Regions from separate parts of the Mus musculus genome. Here regions 2, 3 and 4 are each linked to region 1. A link is a contact called in public HiChIP or PLAC-seq and promoter capture Hi-C data. All regions are on one chromosome and are shown on one strand. The core of a region is the stretch at or near the end of the contact, and the rest is flanking DNA. Distances in the headings are between cores, read along the strand shown. Region 1 holds the start of Bach1 (BTB and CNC homology 1, basic leucine zipper transcription factor 1). Region 2 holds the start of Tiam1 (T cell lymphoma invasion and metastasis 1). Region 3 overlaps Tiam1 (T cell lymphoma invasion and metastasis 1). Region 4 has its middle 20 kb from the start of Gm52239.

The links. Promoter capture Hi-C pulls out the DNA fragments that hold promoters and counts their contacts. HiChIP or PLAC-seq counts read pairs in DNA pulled down with a chosen protein or histone mark.
Region 2: an H3K27ac HiChIP or PLAC-seq map of embryonic stem cells shows a contact between it and region 1, with 6 times the contacts expected there. The contact joins the promoter of Tiam1 here to the promoter of Bach1 in region 1. A contact is called at or near these places in 5 of 115 datasets of contacts at active chromatin or transcription factors (embryonic forebrain, embryonic stem cells, forebrain and 1 more).
Region 3: a contact with region 1 is called in an H3K4me3 HiChIP or PLAC-seq map of forebrain, with 11 times the contacts expected there. The contact joins the enhancer-like site here to the promoter of Bach1 in region 1. A contact is called at or near these places in 3 of 39 promoter capture datasets (cranial neural crest, embryonic stem cells and pre-B cells) and 3 of 115 datasets of contacts at active chromatin or transcription factors (forebrain, large pre-B cells and thymic regulatory T cells).
Region 4: a promoter capture Hi-C map of hippocampal neurons shows a contact between it and region 1, with 10 times the contacts expected there. The contact joins the enhancer-like site here to the promoter of Bach1 in region 1. A contact is called at or near these places in 3 of 39 promoter capture datasets (cranial neural crest, hippocampal neurons and pre-B cells) and 4 of 115 datasets of contacts at active chromatin or transcription factors (astrocytes, embryonic forebrain, embryonic hindbrain and 1 more).

What each region holds. Positions count from the first base shown.
Region 1 is chr16:87,697,474-87,700,344 of GRCm38.p6, reverse strand. Bach1 (BTB and CNC homology 1, basic leucine zipper transcription factor 1) reads right to left here and starts at 1,391. Exons shown (of 5, transcript NM_007520.2): 1 at 1,289-1,391.
Region 2 is chr16:89,959,432-89,962,302 of GRCm38.p6, reverse strand. It overlaps Tiam1 (T cell lymphoma invasion and metastasis 1), which reads left to right and starts at 1,476. Exons shown (of 28, transcript NM_009384.3): 1 at 1,476-1,626.
Region 3 is chr16:89,826,378-89,829,248 of GRCm38.p6, reverse strand. The region is part of intron 15 of Tiam1 (T cell lymphoma invasion and metastasis 1); the gene reads left to right. Among named protein-coding and RNA genes, the nearest start is that of Gm52239, 33 kb to the right of the region's middle. Within about 2 kb of position 1,373, at least 37 of the 459 cell types and tissues checked have an H3K27ac peak or open chromatin away from gene starts, as enhancers often do. A contact at or near this core is called in forebrain, where this site is marked.
Region 4 is chr16:89,772,514-89,775,384 of GRCm38.p6, reverse strand. No RefSeq gene overlaps it. Among named protein-coding and RNA genes, the nearest start is that of Gm52239, 20 kb to the left of the region's middle. Within about 2 kb of position 1,379, at least 66 of the 459 cell types and tissues checked have an H3K27ac peak or open chromatin away from gene starts, as enhancers often do. A contact at or near this core is called in forebrain and hippocampal neurons, where this site is marked.

The DNA.
Region 1 (2,871 bases), core at 142-2,641:
TAGGCCACGAGGCTGCTGTTTAAACACCACCTCGGTGTTCCTTGGCCACGTCTTAAGCACGCTCTACCACGTCAGCCACTGATTACCTGGATCAAAACACACAGCCCGCAGCTGGACCCCCTCCGGCCTCCTGAAGCCACCCCTCGTGTGTGCAGCTCAGCCTTTTATAGTGGAGGCATGTGATGCGCGTATCTGCACCAGCTGTTCCTAATTACCTCTCAGTCTGGGGTGAATGACTCAGCAACACAAACTCTTTTAAAGAGTCACCCTACCTTGTTATCCAACCAACGTAGCGAACAAAGGGAAGCCACTTGACAGATCCGACGGTTAAACAACAAGAGGCGATCACTCCTCCAAAGCTACCCAACTCCAAGATGACTCACCAGGAGCCTTTTTTCCTCTAGACTCCCTTACGATGTCCAAAGCCAGAAGTGGCAAGCGCCTTCAAGCCCAGCCCAGAGCTTGCACCACTACCACAAGAGCAGGAAGAATAGGCCAACCCATACCTCTTCCCATTTCTCTGAATATTTGTAGAGCTCAAAAGCTCGGCCACGAACAAAAATCTACAGTGGTCATCCTTTAATCTTTCTGAACTGCCTTTCCTGCAAACCCAGTGAGCTGAGAGGAGTGCTCAATGCCTAAACAAAGACCCAGCAGGGGCATCGTCCTCCAAGGCTAGCAGTCACAACTCTACAATTCTCCAAAAGGAAAAAGAACAGCATCCTGAAAAAAAAAAAAAAAGTCTTTGTTCTTCCAAGCCTGTCTGGGGAGCAGGATTTTCCCACACGCGTTCTTTCAGAATTACTACTACGTCTGCCTTGACTCAGCGCACGCTGAACATAGAGAGCTCACTACATAAAAGCCATCGGCGCAATTCCACTAAATGACACCAAAGTCCCGGAGAAGATCGAAAACGCGCTGGCCCTGGCCCTACCGGACACGAACACAAAAGCTGGTGTCGTTAACATCGAGACCCACTCTGCCTATGCTGTGCGAGTCCACATTACAAACGTGCGCCAAGCAACAACAAAGGGAAGCGCGGAGCGCCCGGTAGTCCCGGAACCCCGGCCCGCTCGGCCTTGCCCCCGCAGCAGGCGGAGCGGGACGCGGCCCGCGGCGGAGCGCGGTGCAGGGCGGCGCCGGCACGGCCGGCCCAGAGAGTCCGCGCAGCGCGTAAACAGCGCGCAGCCCGCCGCCCCTTCTAGGCCCGCGCGGCCGCCCGCCACCAGCCCCGGTGACCCCCGGAAAGGACGGAAGGACGGCACCGCGCACCGCCCGAGCCACTTACCGGAGCCGAGACGCGGCGCGGCCCGACTGCAGGCGGCAAGCGGCGGTCAGGTGACTCACTCCCTCTGCGCGGACAGCCGCCCGTCTCCTCCCCTGCGCTCCGTTCCTCTCCGCCACCACCGCCAGCGCCTCGGGGCGCTAAAGCCCCGCCCCCGGTTCCGCCCCCGGGCCCCGCCCCGTAGCTGAAGCCCTGCCGAGCTCCAGGCCACGCCCTGCCTGGAGCCACGCCCCGTTCCAGGCCACGCCCTCCGCTAGTAAGAGCCTCTCTATTTCGCCTCCTGCGAGCTCCGTGTAACGTTGTGGATTGTATTGCTGAGCGCCAGGCCTCCAACCGCGTCGCCCTATCTCTGCCTTTGGTGGCAAGGTTACACGTCACGGAAGACCACCTCTTCCTCACCTGCTGAAGGCAGGGAAAAAAAAAGGCTGACGCCTCCACGCCCCCAGGGTTTTTGTTCACACAGCCCCTCTCCCCCCTCCCCCCCCCCCACACACAGATTAGATAAGGTCTTCTGCCCCACGCCCCCAAACCTCGGAAGCTCAGTTCGGCCAAGCTCCTGGGCTGCTTTCCTGTAGGAGCACAAAAACCAGGTGTTTGAACTTGCTGAAAAGGGTGTATGTCAACATCTGTCTGAAGCTCCGCAGGACTTTTAGGAGCAGATTCTGAGAGGGGGAGGCTGCTGCCCCTCTGAATGATCACTAGCTTCCCTTCTAGTTGTTTGTGTCCTTGAGGCCCTTCCTCGAAAACCGCAAGGCAGGTAACCTGGAGTGTGCTTTGCTCATTATAACCCATTAATATGCATGCTTCCCCGATCAAATCCCTTTACTCCTTGTGCTCAGCCAATACTGCTTTGAGAGTTATTCTTGCGCCCTTCATACTTGCCTGAATATAAGCTGCACTCTTATCTGCCTAGCCACGACGGACTGCATTCACCAATGGGCAAGCACGCTGTACTGGGCTTCATATCCGGAATATTGTACTGTCTGGCAGCCTCCTGTTGTCCCTCTACGCTGCACTACCAGGAAACATGGACGCATCCGTGTCTGGTCATGTCAGACGTCTTCCCTCAAGTCCTGGTCATGCTTTCATCCTCTGCTACTTATTGGGGTGTTAATCCAATTGTTCGTTTCTATTTTTTATTATGTTCGCTGTTGTTCAAGGCAGTGTCTTTACGCAAAGCTGCATGCACTCGTGGCAGGGCTTATCAGTCTGGAGAAAGAGAGGACTGGGCTGGCCAACCTGATTAAAAATGAGGAAGGAATTACCACCCCTGAGGCCAGTAGCCCTGGGAGGACTTGTAGGAAGAAATAATGTTGCTGGCTTTGAGTTCCAGAGGAAAGATGTAGAAAAATGGGAAGCCCCAAAATGTATGTGCTCCTTAAACACACACAGACAGTGCAAGGGCTCCAGGAGAGGGTTGTCTCCAAATAGTGATAACATTGACATGACTGCATCTGTACAGTGCGTAAGCTCTTGTGACTTAAGGACATTCAGTTACCTCTAAAGTAGGTGAGAATATGGCCTAAGTGCTGTGGGGTGGCCATGTAAGTGGTGACCTGGTGCCTTTGTGAGGCAGGGACAGCAAC
Region 2 (2,871 bases), core at 227-2,726, 2.3 Mb before region 1:
AGGTCAGAGGCTGACCTCGGATGTCTCTTCAGGGTTTCTCCACTTTATGATCTTGGGGCTCACAGTCACCTCTACTGGCCAGCAATCCTTGTCTTCATAATACTAGGGCTACTGGCGAGTGCCAGCCAGTATGCTTGGATGTTTTGGATCAGGTCCTCTTGTCTGCTTGGCAAACACTGTAGATCCCTTTCTTACCAATGGCTTCCTGCCTGCCTGCCTGCCTGATTCCGGTTGGTGTTCGAGTCACTGTAATCCCTTTAATGATTATTGCATTTCTATTTTTGTGGTCCATATATTTGAGGAAAGTCCCTTGCGTGGGGACAGGGGTCTTCTTTATCTCATTTATATGAGGACACTGTTGCTGTCTTCAGACACACCAGAAGAGGGCATCAGATCTCATTACAGATGGTTGTGAGCCACCATGTGGTTGCTGGGATTTGAACTCAGGACCTCTGGAAGAGCAGTGATGCTCTTAACCTCTGAGCCATCTCTCTAGCTCCAATATCTTTGACTTTTGCTACAGCTAACAACCTTATACAGTGATAATGCTTTATTCACCTGTCAATCTCAGCCACGACTGCTGCAGCCATGTCAGAAAAGCTCTCTGCTTTGTGCTGCAGATACCCGCCTTCCTACATCATGATGCTTCCTTCCTCTGACCGGCCACACCCGAGGCTTCTTTTTATCACTGGCCATTAGAAGTTTTATTTAATGAAACTAATGTTTGGAAACCAAGGTGGAGCCAGGAGAGCAGTACTCTTTGGAGTGAGGGAGAAGGAAGTTAGTGGGTTTCCTCTGCAATTTTTAGAAACTGTCCTATAAATGTTGTTCATGGGAATCAAACATATGGCCGCTTTGTGTTAGAGGGCCAGCGAGAGAGAACTTCTGGAGGATTTTCTGCACTGTGTTAGCAGTTAGCACTGGTTTTAAAAAGGTTTTTGTTTTGTTTTTGTTTTTCTCCTTTCTCCCTTGTCCGATTTCTATGTTTAAACAAGTGTTTAGGAATTACGTCTCTGTCTAGCAAACCATCCAGGGTTCCGCTCCTGTGGGAGCAGGTAAGGAGGTGTAGTTATCCTTTAGGAGATACCAAGATATCTGCAGGTGACAGCAAACAAGAGCCTATGCTTTGCACAGAGAGCTCAGTTTCACTTGTAAAATAGTTAAGATCCTATAGGGAGAAATCTCAAGGATGTGGCGGAGCAGGGTGCTGGAACTGAACGACAGCCAGCAGAGTCCTCAGCTAGGCAAAGGAACGCCAAAGGCGAGAATTTAATTGAAGAAAGGGGCGGAGAGGGAGGCGAGGATGGAGGAGGAGGGGAGGGAAGAGGAGGAGGAGGAGGAGGAGGAGGAGGAGGAGGAGGAGGAGGAGGAGGAGGAGGAGGAGGAGGAGGAGGAGGAGGAGGAGGAGGAGAGGAGGGAGGTGGAGGAGGAGGAGCCGCCGCCGCCGCCGCCGCCCTGGGCCCTCTCCAACACACCCAAATGACCAGATTCATCATAGCACGAAACTTCACAAGTTACACCCACTCCCTCGCCGGCAGCGGGGAAGGCTACAGCTTCCTGATTTCAGTTACTGGAAGTTGGAGAGATGGAAAGGCGGCCGGGAGTGTGAGCCTCGCTGAGCAGCGGGTGAGCTTCGGAAAATTCAATCCACTTTCTACCCGCAGTCTTCTGGTGCTGGGTACTCGGGGAAAGCTGCTGCGTGAGGCTGTGCCGAGGATGGGTGGGAGCCCCGGAACTCTTTACTGTGGTCTGGGGCTGGGAGACTGAATGGCCAGAGTCCTGGCACTGCTTAGTTTCTATGCTGCACCCAGAGCGCCGCGCTTCTCAGTTGTGCTGTGAGAAGCAGTCTGCCACGCGGGTTCTGACTCTCCGGGAAAAGAGGCTGGAAAACTTCATCAGTTTCTCTTGCCTAAGCGAGGATCATTGTATGAGAGAAACGGGAAAGAGGCAGTGAGATTGATCTTGACACCCACCAGGGATGCTTCCTGCCTGAAACCCACCGTGCTGTGTGAGCCTCGGGCGATTAGGCGGTGTATGGGGTAGGGTGGGTGGAGGGAATGCGAAGGAGAGGGCTGGGATTCTAGGCTGGGCTGGTTTCCTTGGGTGGGGGTGGGGGTGTTCTGAAGCTTTGGCTCCTGACCAACACCTGGATGGGACTTCTGGAATGAGGGTCTGGAAGTCTCGAGTTTTCCCACTAGTTTTGCAATTAGGCTAGTTGGGCTAAAAGCCCCTTTGGCATGGGGAAAGGGGGAGGGGGAGAACTGTTTGTTTATCTGGAACTTCATTTTTGATGTGAGTTTTTCTGCCGCAGCTGGTTGATCTGATTCATTGCCTAATCGAATTTGGGGTAGAGTGAAGAGAGGAAGTTTGGCTGAAGGGTGGCACCAGGTTTGGGGTCTTTGTAAGAGACAATATCCTAGCAAAGCATAAACTCGGACCCCCACTCCCCCTGCTCCGCCCCCCCCCCCCATCCTGATTTTTGTTTTCAGCACACTTTCTTGGGTATGTGGTCTTTGATTGCTGTGTGAAGTCAAAGGAAGTTTTGAGGCTGACATACCTGTTTTGCATATTTCGGATCTCATCAGTGATTTGGTGATGCATTGGAGCCAGGATCTTATATGTTTGTTACTAGCTAATCCTTCATGAAATTACTTTTATAGTAAGAAAGGTAACTGCGATGGCTGGCTCTTAGGTTTGTAACTACCTATCCATTTTGCAACAAACTCCTAGTTTGAAGAGAGTGGAATGGGAGGTGTTCTTAGCTGATCTGGTCATTTTCCTAGTGTCAGATAGGATGGCTCGGCTGTCTCTTCCACTCTGGTATTGCGAATCTGGGAAGCAGGCTGCCGGGAACCTTCTGCTCCCTTGAGG
Region 3 (2,871 bases), core at 124-2,623, 2.1 Mb before region 1:
TCCCCCTGTTCCTCCCTTCATTCTTCTTTCCCAAGCACATGTTTATGAACACACCAGGAAGGGAGCCGGGACAGAACACAAGGGTAGGTCCCTCAGTGCGTGTGATTCTGGGAGGATCTGTGTTGTGAAGGGGAGGCAGCTATGAGAACCGGAAAGGGATGCTTGGATAGAGTTTCCAAGAAGCCGCTATTCAGTTCTTACGGGATTCCTTGTGGTATGCATCTTAATATTTTGGCTCAGGTAATTCTTTGGTGTGAAGTTCTATATATCCCTACAAGCTTTGTAAGACAGTAGTGGCCTGCCCAATCCCAAGCAAAATGCCCTCAGAGACTGCCTCTGCCCCCTTCCCCTGAAAACTCTGCCCCAGTCGAGCATCATGGGCAAGGTGTGTTAAAAGGCACACGTGTGCCTCGTTCAGCTGTGCATCTCAGCATCAGTGTGGGAGGAGGGGTACAGAGCCTAAGTTTCTTAGAAGCATCTTAAACACGCATCTATTGTGTTATTAATATGCTCGACTGCCACATCCCTTTTCTGTCGTGTGTGCTAAGGAACGAGAGGAGAGCTTATTTTTGATGGTGGCTTCTTCAAAATGAGTAACTATTGCGGCATAGGATAGAGATTAAGAAATTTATCAACAGAACAAGGCTACTTGCCATAGTAATTATGCAGAAAATCAACTTCTATGCAAATTGTAAGGATTATCATTAGCATTTGGGGGTCTCCTTTCAGAAGTTTTAAGCATATGTTTAGGGCCAGGAATGGTGATAGAAGCCTGTCATGCCATCACTTGGGTGACAGTCTTAAGTAATGTAGTAACTAGACCAGCCAAGACTATGTAGCAAGACCTTCTTAGACACACACACATACACACACACATATACACATACACACTCTTTCAAAAGTCTGTCGCTCTTAAGTTGTGTTATTAGAGCTGGCATTCATTTCGGTGGCCATGCCTCTCTGATGCAGCCTCCCTAGACGACTCCTTGACTGACTGAGGTGAAGCAGGCACCTTGCACTATCCCAGTGAGGAGCCTGCGCTTCTGTAGTAAAGACAGCAGGCTCTCTAGCAGGACATTCACTGCTGCTTATTCGATAAGTGGCTAGAGAGAGCTGAGCCTGGGTGACTGACATCCGCCAGTGGCACCTTAGAGCCCATTCAGACCAGGCCCAGATTGGAGAGCCCGAGACCCTTCAGTAAGCTTTTTGCACATCTGTCTGCTGCTAAGAGGAAGCTGTGGGCCACAGCGAGCGCAGATGCACCTCCTGCAGGAAGTAGATTCCCTGGCATCTGGGGCACAGGCAAGGCCCTGTAAGACTAAGGCACTCGGGTTCAAAGGAGGAATTGTTTGCACCAGGCATGGACAGCGCCAGATCTGCCTGGCCAGTCAGTGGCTTTCTGTGCTATACACAGATGGAAGGCTCTGTTTTGTTCTGCTGTTCCATGGAGATTTCAGAGGGAGCAGGGAGAGGCACCACAAAAGAGCAAGTGCTTAGCTCTGTCTTCCTGCAAACAAATCTGGTCCAGTTCAGTAGATCCCCTGATACGCGGCCACACGCACACGGTCCCTGTTTGTTTGGCGATAAAGTTTGCAGCCATGTGTGCCTTGTAAGCTGTTGGCACCCTTGCTTTCTGTCGCTTAGCGCATGGCCTGTCTCTGTGGGTCCTGCCGGGGTATGGAGGATGTAAACGCCTTGTCTTGATTTGCAGCGAGAGTTGGTCGATGGCATCTGTCAGATTGAGTGTCTGTATGGGAATTAATTTTGCAGACTGGGGGGAGAGGGAGGCGCCTTCATTTTATGTTTTTAAAAGTCCTTAGTGTTGGAGTTGAAGAGATGGCTAAGCAGTTAAGAATGGTTGTTTATCTTGCAGAAAACCCAGGTTTAATCCCCAGCACCCACATGGTGGCTTACAACTGTCTGTAAGAGAACTGTCTCTTCCAGTTCTAAGAGATCGGATACCCTCTTCCAGCCTCTCTTGACGTCAGGGGTGCACACATCAATACATACAGGCGAAACACCGGTGCACATAAAATAATAATTTTAGAAATCATTAATGTCCTTTATGGTTTACTTTCTCTACAAGGTCATGAGATCAGTCATGCCCAAATTCGCAGTCTTTATGACTTTTTCTGTAATCCTTTCATTACATTTCTATTTTATGTACTTGTGTATGTGTGTACATGATACTTACACATTTATCATGACCCATAGGTCCCACTAAGCCGAGGGTCTCCAGAGGAGGATTTGAATATGGGAAGATGATGTCTCCTTTCTGTTTGGACTGCCATCCTATGCCTTCCCCTCAGCATTCCTGAAGCTGGCCATTGTCACTTCCTCTGTCCTGTTTCTTTGGTCATCAGCACACAGCCCTGATTGGTTTAGTGGTTATTGTTGCAGAGTGTCTCACTGCAAGACAGCCTTGGTCCTCTGTAACCTGGCAGTGTAGGCCAGCCTCAGGGGGCTGGAGACTGCTGTGTTCCTCTGCAGCGGCTCACGCAGCTGGTCTGGGACTGGTCTGAGGCTGCGTGATTGACCCTGCTCTTGTCTGCGTGTAACTGGGTCTCTGTTACACGAGCCCCATATACACTGGGTCTCCAGTAGGGCCCTCCTCTCCGTGAAGCCCTTCGTCCCCCAGACCGTGGTTTGAAGTTTCTTTGCACGGTGGGCAAGAACGGGGAGCTGTGCAACCACTTGGGCCCTGGCTAGAAATGTGTGGATTTTCACTTAGACTATTTCCACTGGTCAAAGCAAGCCTTGACCCAGCCCAGTGCTGGGCTCCAAGTAGGGTAAGAGGGACTGAGCTCGTGACTTTTACAAGCCCCAGACCTGTATTGTATGCCCTTGCCTTCTCTCTTGCTAGTTGTATTT
Region 4 (2,871 bases), core at 130-2,629, 2.1 Mb before region 1:
CCTGCTTAGTTATTCTTTAGCATTCTTCAGAATGTACCCAAAAAGGCATCCTTCTTCAGCAGATTCAAATTACCCTGTAGCCATAAAACATCCCCTTGAGACATATTTCCTAGTGTTTATAAATAGTTTTCTTGAGTGTTCTTCACAATAAAGTCCCTAAGCATTTGCTGAAGAAGTGGGTTCCAATACATTTGACCATTTTGATATTGACAACGCAAAGGAGCCCTCTCTCTCTCTCTCCCTCTCTCTCTCTTCCTCTCTCTCGCTCTCTCTCCCTCTCTCTCTCTGGCATCCATATCATGCATTTCAAAACTCCTTGTTCTCATCTTTCATTCATCTCTCTTCAACTATCCAGTCGATGCATGTGCCCAATACCCCTATCTTCAAATGAGAGGAGAGAAAAAGGGCTCGTAAGAAATGGAAGCTTAGCCGGGCATGGTGGCACACGCCTTTAATCCCAGCACTCGGGAAGCAGAGGCAGGTGGATTTCTGAGTTCGAGGCCAGCCTGGTCTACAAAGTGAGTTCCAGGCCAGCCAGAGCTATACAGAGAAACCCTGTTTCGAAAAACCAAAACCAAACCAAAACACACACACACAAAGAAATGGAGGCTTTTGCCGGCAGTGATGGAGGAAGACCACCCAGAGATACAATACCGCTCAGCAAATGCGCATATCAAACCAGAACGTGCTTCCATTGGCTATAACAGGACCTGCCTGTTATATGCGAACCCGGCTTCTTTCAAACAACAAAGGGAATTTCTAGTCTCTAAGAAGGCTAAGTTAGTGTTTCTTTTACGGGTTTATCCGTGTAGGATGGATAACAGCATGCTGCGTGGGAAGCCTTTCTCCCAAACAACTACGTGAACCCTGCCTGCCCCCTGGTGGAGATCTGTAGGATAGTCCTAGATTTCTCTGCCGGTGAAGAACTGAAGCTAGCTTAGCAATTAGGCAGCGAGGGTCCAGTGCTGAGAGAGCCAACAGAGCAAGAAGCATCAGACTTTGGCGGGAATCTGCCCCCGCCCCCAAGGTGGTCCTGGAGCCTCTTGCTTTGGGTTAAGATGGGAACGTCGCTGTGTTTAAAGGCATGCAGTTGATTGTAATGTGCCAGTTGGATTCAATTTCCCTCGAAAATCCATCGTTTAACTGAAACCCTGGCAGCGAAGTGCTCGGCACTGGTGTTTGCTTTAATGCAGTAAGGAAGTTTTAGGGATCCTCACGAGTTGGCTGCTGCTGCTATAACTGGACGAACCATGGATTTGCCTGATTTTGGAGGGAGTGAGAGGATCGTGTTCTGCCTCTCCCCACCCCTGCCCCTTTGCTTTGGTCCAACATAACCCGGTTGGCTTCAGGCAGGTCCCTCCAAATTGTGCGCGAGGACGCCTCTCTGGTGCCCCCTCGTGATGGATCCACGAAGTGCCGCATCGTATTTAGAACTTGGAAGGATCCAGGCTGCAATTCCCTTTTTCCCTCTCACTCTAAAGAAGCGTCTGTCTGGGCTCACATACCTGCGCAGTTGGGCTTGTCTAGGGTTCAGCTTTAGGGTAGGTGCTGGGAAGACGGCTCAGGGTTTAGGAGCACTCAACGCTCTTCCAGAGGACCCAGGTTCGTTTTCCAGCACCGGCTTGGTGGTTGGCAATAGACTGTCACTCCAGTTCTGAGGACGATGGTACATTCTGGGTTCTTCAAGCACAGCATGCACACGGTGCACAGACAGATCTGCAGGCAAAGCACCCATATACATAAAATAAGTATTGAGGAGCAAGTCTCTGGTGATTGACAGCACACGCATCGACGGAACTCTCAGGGTAGCGTCTGCTCATCTCTATTTCCAGTCCTAACACTCGCCCCAAGGATTGGAGACGTAGACCTATGCCCCGAGATTGAGCAATTAGCTGCATCCGTGAAGTAAGTGAACAGGATGGTGATGCTGAGGACGGGGCTGGGTGCCCGTCAGGGGTGGGCTCCACTGGCGTGTGCAGAGGAATCCTTTAAGATGATTTGGTGAAAGGGCACGGAGTAGGGGGCGCATGAGGTGAGGTTGGATGACGCTGGGGAATTGCATCTCCAGTTTTGACCCAGAGTTCACCGTGGTGCTGTCACATTTAGAAAAGCTGTGACTCTGGTATGGACCGCACCAAGCGCCAGAGAGAACTGACAAGCTGGTGAGGACGGTGTGGATGCTAATGGACCGCATGGGAGCGGGCATCCTCACATGAAAGATGCTGATGAGGGGCATGGGAATCGGCGTCCTCACGTGAAAGATGCTGCCTGTGGTGTGGGAAAGAGAGCTCAGCCAGCGGATGCATACATTTGTGAGTGTGTGTTGTGAGTTCCTGTGTGTGCTGTGAGTTCATGTGGTGTCGCGCCCACCTCGGCCGGCAAGGAAGACACAACACGGTCGGATTCTTCTCAACAGCCTTTATTGCAGGAACACCTTGATGCTGCTACGGGGACCCCGGGAACCCAGGGAGGTCTGCTTATATGCACCCCAGCACAGGGAAAGGCTTCGTGTCCTCCTGGGATTGGTCAGTCTGTCGATGCCTAATTAGCATGCACCTGCTCGGGAGGGGTTGGCGCCAATCTCTGGTTTACACCTGCGCTGATGTTGTTTATGACAACGGCACACCAGAAACCTGCGCCATCTTAGAGTTGGCTTCCTACAATGTGGGTATTGTGAGTTTGTGTGTATATGTATGTTGTAAATTTGTGTTGTGTGTTGTGAACTCATATGTGTGTTGTGAGTTCATTTGTGTGTGTGTTGTGAATTCATATGTGTGTTGTGAGTTCATTTGTGTGTGTGTTGTGAATTTGTATGTTGTGAGTTCATGTGTGTTGTGAGTTCATATGTGTGTGTCCTATTCTGGGAGTAGT